2 separate regions of the Anas platyrhynchos genome follow, and region 2 is linked to region 1. Evidence: chromatin contacts called from public Hi-C data. All regions are on one chromosome and are shown on one strand. The core of a region is the stretch at or near the end of the contact, and the rest is flanking DNA. Distances in the headings are between cores, read along the strand shown. Region 1 holds the start of MAPKBP1 (mitogen-activated protein kinase binding protein 1). Region 2 overlaps MAPKBP1 (mitogen-activated protein kinase binding protein 1).

The links. A called contact is a pair of places that touch in the nucleus more often than the background predicts.
Region 2: a Hi-C map of skeletal muscle shows a contact between it and region 1, with 1.8 times the contacts expected there. The contact joins the enhancer-like site here to the promoter of MAPKBP1 in region 1. A contact is called at or near these places in 2 of 8 Hi-C or Micro-C datasets (skeletal muscle and subcutaneous adipose tissue).

Annotation. Positions count from the first base shown.
Region 1 is chr5:33,883,611-33,886,714 of IASCAAS_PekinDuck_T2T, reverse strand. It overlaps MAPKBP1 (mitogen-activated protein kinase binding protein 1), which reads right to left and starts at 1,308. Exons shown (of 28, transcript XM_072038766.1): 1 at 1,093-1,308; 2 at 215-557. The coding sequence starts at 331.
Region 2 is chr5:33,921,702-33,924,755 of IASCAAS_PekinDuck_T2T, reverse strand. The region is part of intron 3 of MAPKBP1 (mitogen-activated protein kinase binding protein 1); the gene reads right to left. Among named protein-coding and RNA genes, the nearest start is that of MAPKBP1, 38 kb to the right of the region's middle. Within about 2 kb of position 1,770, at least 4 of the 8 cell types and tissues checked have an H3K27ac peak or open chromatin away from gene starts, as enhancers often do.

The DNA.
Region 1 (3,104 bases), core at 59-2,558:
AATACAGTATCTTCAGACTGGGTACCTCCAGTCACATACACCACAAGTAGAGTGCCTTTTGAAAGGGAGATGCTGGCTTTAGCAAGAATTTGCAATACAGTAAGGATCTCAAATAGAAGATGATTCTGTAGTCACACCAGGCCTCCCAAAGCACAATTTTTGGTACAGAAGGCAACAAAGTCAAGACATTCTGGCAGCACCACACCACACTCACCTTACTGCCGATATCTTCACGCTTGTTCCCAGGCTTGCTTCTTCTCAGCTTAATGGAAGGGGAGCGAAGCAGGTTTTTGATCCGACTTGTTATTGTAGACCCTTCAACCGACATCATCTCCAGGTATCAGGAGGGTATTACACCCCGTGCAAACCGTGCCTGGGGAATGAGCCCAGGTTTGAGGCAGAAACACCGAGGCGCTCAGCTTTGCTCACGCTTGTTCACACATCTCTGAGGGATTCTGCTCAGGGACTCCACTCCTGTTACACTGCAAAGCTATTCACAGAGGCTGGCAGGCTTTCCTTTTGCAGATTCCAGAGGATCAAATCAGCAGTAATCTAAACTGAAAGATGCACCCAGGGGTCAGTACAACATTCACAATCATTTTTCCAAGCTTTGCTCTTTACAAGAAATGCCAAACGCGAGATTTAATAATAAAGATGGATGCAGCGTTATTTATTCTCAGAGGCTGCCATAAAAACCACCCTTTTTTACCACCATTTAGCAGCTCTAAATCAACTCGGTTCGGATCTAGAAACCCGATCTTCCTACGCTTCAGCATCAGCTCTTACAACAACCGCAAGAATCACCGGGGTCCCTCCAACCCCGCAGCCGGGAAGCGCACAACGCGGCACCCGCTCCTCGCAGCCTCGGCAGCAGCACGAGGGAGCCCTTCGACTCCCACGGCCCCGGAGGACACGCAGGCAGAAGGGGCGACACCCGGCGGGGCGGGCAGGGCACGTTCCTCAGCCCCACAGCGCGGCCAGGGGCTGCCCCCCGCCACCGCCACCGCGGGGCTGCGGCCGGCCCTTGCCCCTCAGCACGGGGGTGCCTCAGGGGCCGCCCCGGCCCGGCTCCCGGCCCCTCACCGCCCCTACCTGCCGCCCAGCCGCCGCTCTGCCGGCGAGCGCGGCGCCCCGCAGCGCCTGCCCATGCGGCCTCCCCCGAGGAGGGGCCGCCTGGCGGGGCCGCCCCCGCGGCCGGGCGGGGAGGGGCGGGGGCCGTTCCCTCAGCGGCGGCGGCGGCGCCGGGCCTCAGGCAGCAGCGGGGGGCGGCCGCCCCCGGGAGCCCAGCGCCGCCCGGCCGCGCTACGGCGCCTCGCGCGGGTCAAGCGGCGGCGGCGGCAGCGGCGGTGGAGCTGGGGGGCGCGCGCCCCTGGCGGCCGTTAGCGGGCGGCCGTTAACGGGCGCGGGGAGCTCGCGCCGCCCCCTCACGGGCGCCGTGAGGCGGCGAGGCGGGTGAGGGGGGGGTCGGCAGGTGGTGTCCGAGGGGTCACAGAATCACACAGAATCACAGAATTTCTAGGTTGGAAGAGACCTCAAGATCATCGAGTCCAACCTCTGACCTAACACTAACAGTCCCCATTAAACCATATCCCTAAGCTCTACATCTAAACGTCTTTTAAAGACTTCCAGGGATGGTGACTCCACCACTTCCCTGGGCAGCCCGTTCCAATGTCTAACGACCCTTTTGGTGAAGAAGTTCTTCCTAACATCTAACCTAAAACTCCCCTGGAGCAACTTTAGCCCATTCCCCCTCGTCCTGTCACCAGGCACGTGGAAGAACAGGCCAACCCCCACCTCCCTACAGCCTCCTTTAAGGTATCTGTAGAGAGCAATAAGGTCGCCCCTAAGCCTCCTTTTCTCCAGGCTGAACTCTGGGGGAGTTCAGAGGCTGGCCTGAAGGCGGGGAAGGAAAGCAGCATTTGTGAGGGTCCGACCTATGAAAAAACCTGCCGGCACCCCCTTGTTTAGCACAGCCATGGGTTGGAAAAGGCCCTCAATATCAGTCCAACCGCCATCTTATACAGCCAAGTCCCTCACTAATGCACCACGTCCACGAGTCTCTCAAACACCTCCAGGGATGGCGGCTGCCCTTCTCAGTCCATCCTCAGAGCGCCCTGTGGGCTCCTTGCTGCTTACTCCCCAATTGCTCCCCAATTTCCCCTCAGTGATGACCATCCTGTCTTCCACAACTGACTCAAACCCAGAGTACTCGCTGCAACTGGGGGTGACCATTCCAAAAACATAGCCCATGAAAATCTTCTCCCATTAAAATCTTCTGTGTTCTGAAAGTTCAGGCACAGCTTTACCATGGCAGTCAACCCACACAGGCCGTGGTCTTGCCCTTTGAGGTGACCACAGCGGCCCTGACACTGCCAGCGTCACAGGTTGTGACTATGTGACCCCACACTGCCTGTTTTTCAGGAAAAGGTTGTTTTCCGTTCAAAGAGGGATTTCGAACAGCCAGGATTACGATCTTAAGGCTTGGCTGGTCAGAAACCTGCGTATATTGAAGGAAACACCCAGAGGCATAACACAGGACATCTTTCCAATCTCTATGAGCTCTAGTCATGCCACAGTAACCTGCAAGAAGTGTGTTTAAAATGTCGGTTTCTAACCTTCATTAGTCTTTAGTCTCCATACATAGGTGCCCTAAAGAAATCCACACATATGAGTCAAAAAGCAGCGTGGTTCCAGGTTTCAGAAATATACCACAATTTTTTTAAATTTACAATTAAATTGCAAGTCAGCAGTGTCGCAATTATTTTTTTAAATAAAAGTAATTGAAGTCTGTGGGAGATAGGAACAAAAGTAACTTAGCTTCCACGCCCAAACATGGTCTGCAGCCCAAGAAGAGGCACGTAAGAGTATTCTTTCAGAAAATGTGGGTGTTGTCCATTCCTACCTATTGCCACTTTGCTGGAAAGCAGTGCCCTGTTGCAAAGGGTGAGTAGGGATTCATGAAGGAAAACAGAACTGGTGGAAAGAAAAAAAAAAAAAAAAAAAAAAAAAGTAAAATCCCTCTTCTATAAAGATTACATGGGTGCTTAGTTTTATCCAGACTGGGATCAGTTCTACAGAGTGGAACCACCCGTGCTGGATGCAGT
Region 2 (3,054 bases), core at 521-3,020, 38 kb before region 1:
ACTGGCCAGGTGTCTGTGGCTCATTTGTTTTACTTCTGTTTACCTTTATGTGATACAGCCACAGTTTTATATAAATAACAGAAACAAGCAGATACTTTACATAGAATGCGATATTTACAACCAACACAGGGATGTAGTGGAGAGAAATGCAGGCACGGTGTGATAGCTGAGGCCTTCAGAAGCAGAGCGGCGATGCTGCACAGGGCAGTAGAGGTGTGGGGTGATAAGGGGTGAGGCACGGGCTTGGCAGCAGAGACCCCACAGCTCTGGGCAACTCACCCATGGTCAGAAAAGTAATACAGACCTGGGGTGGACAAAACTGGAGGAACAAAGAAACAATATCTAACCTGCATAAAAGACACCATACAAAGTGAATTCAGAAATAACATGGAGCTGCAGACCAGCTAGAAAAGAGAAAGGTGTAAAGCATGTTAGCAAATATATTTAAAAAATCACCCCAAGTGGACCCTGGAGTGAGGAAGAAGCAGTCAGCCACAGCCACATCATATTCCTCCCCGTGAAGGACTACAAAGCCTGAACACTTACAGTCTTCCCCTCTAGCTACTGCCTTTGAAGATCCAGAGGAAGCACACAAGGGTGAGCATAACACCATGCACAAGGGACAGAAATGAAGAAATGTGTTACAGTTTGAGCTGTATTATCCCCATTACTGAGACTTTCTGTATAGAAGTATTCTAACGCATTATTCTTCTCTTTCTCATGTAACAATTAGTGGTAGATTAATACTGGTTCCTGAATTACAGTTCTGAGATTTCAGTTATACTAACAATAAGTTATTGCCTTTTTGACTTGCATGCGCACACACACGTATATGTAAGGGGTGTTTCCTCGTTGTTACACTCAGCATGCTTATAGGCAAAGTCCAAAGGCAATGCCTAGGAGAAGATGAAAGAAAACGTACAGATCTAGGGGAAGAGGAAATGGTCAAAGGCAAGAGAAGAAAAGAAAGCTTGGTTTTTAATAAAAAGTAAATAGTCGTTCAGAGGAGAAGGCAAGAATAACACAGATCTGGAAAAGCAAAGTGTACAAGCAAATTACTGGAGAATCATGAAATCTGCCACCAAGCCGTGAGCAGGTTCAGCTCTCCGGCCCAACTGCACACTGTGAAAGGCTGGCAGCTCCCCCCGAGGCACACTCCTGGGAGCAAGCAGCTCCCTGAAGAGATGCACAGCCCCGGCTGGCATTACACGAGAGCATCTAGATTTACACTGCAGGTCTGCGCTGACTTCCCTGTAAGTGCAGTCCCTACCATGTCACAAAGCCTCGAAAGCTGAAATTTCTTCCTTTTAAATCAAGTCGCAGAGGAAAACCACATCCCACTTGCAGACAACTGGCCAACACCTCTGTTTCCAGCAGCAAGCACAGCCAGAGGATTCCCTCACCATGCCAGAGCAGCTCCTGGGCACCACGGAGAAAGCTCAATGCAGCAAACTCATCAGCTGGGGCAGACGAACGTGGCAGCTCCTGGCAGCTGCCTCAGGGCTGTAATTGCGTTACCGCTAGCATTCAGCACAGCAGATATTACAGTGGCATCGATCACGAGAGCAAAACAAGGAGTAATGCAATTTAACTCCCCTCTGGTCTCATCTAATTAACCCTCCAGAAGCAGGCAGCAGCAGGGCTGTCTCGCAGCCCCCCTGCCCGGAGGCTGGGGCAGGCAGCAACGCGCTGTGCCAGGCCCCTGGGGCAGCCAGCAACCCAGTGCTGCTCTCGCCTGCATTCCTGAGCAGGCACAGCAAAAGCTCCGCTGCAGCGGAAAAACTGGAGCAGCTTTTCCCTCTGAATGCTTCGGTAAGCATAATTCCCACAGTATCTACATAGGAGCGGAGGAGACGAAACAACCCCGCTTCTTTGACAGCGTGGCGTTAAGGAATTGCCTGCTCCCAGCAGTCAGCTGCTGTAGCCCCGGCAAGGGAGCCTCCTGCCAACTCTGCCTGCTCCAGAGCCCTCCAAGCCCAGGCTGCTGGAAGAGGGGGCAGGAGAAGTTTGCTAGGACCCATGCTCCAAGGCCCAAAAGCTCAGAGCTTGCTTCCCCAAGCAGGCACAGCTCAGGTGTTCTCAGCTTGACAAAACTCAGTTCTGCCTGCGTTGTGTTTTGTAGGAGCCCTGTGACAGCTGGGGCTTTAATGGAGGATGAGCATTTACCTCTGCTTTGCCTGTAGCTCAGATAATATAGAGTACTTTAACCGCACTCAGATTTTTTTTCAGAATAGCTAATGAGCAGTAGTTATCACAAGACCTGAAAAGACAGCTTTCCTGGAAGGAGAAGCAACCACGATAAGATCCCTCTGCTTCCTCATACACCTCTCCCGCGTCACAGAAATGTGGCACGGTTGGAGTGCATAGAGCAGCACTGTCCCAGCGTGCTGACCAGCACTGGAATTTGGACAAGGAATTAGCTGATGCCAGCCCTGCCAGGCCCTGGCTGCCAGCAGAAGCAGCGGGCAGTGCCCGCAGCAGGCTGGGGCACTGGGCACACGCTGTGGGGTGCAGCCGCCAGCGCTGGCCCGCGGGGAGTGCCAGGTCCTGTGTCTGGTTCCTAAGCAATAATCACTGCACTCGTGGGCATGCTCACGATGAACAAAATACACTTCTTGGCACTTCTTAGCCATCCTGTCGAGCAGGATGCTGCTTCACCTTTAACTTCTTGCCTTTCTGACATGGCTGAAACCTGAGACTATCCCCAGTGCCAGGGCTTCCAGGAAGAGGGAAATGAGCACTCCCCCTTGTTCACACCTGGCGAGGTACTTTGGACTCCACATACTTCTTTCAAGTTAAACTCCACAATTTGTGTAAAGGTTGCCAGGAGACACGGAGCTTGTTTTGAGATTCTTAGAGAGGGTGGAGCTCAGCCGAGGCAGTTGGTATCTCATTTTCATCCCAGACTTTGCCGTTCAGTCCCCGTTCCCCCCCCTCGCTCTTATGCAAGCTTAGGATTTGGCTCACAAGCCCGTCCTGTTGCCGCACCAAGGCGCTGGCTGCTGGGAGGTTGGGCTGCTCCAGGGGCACGGAGCAGGTAGGGAGGCACGCAGG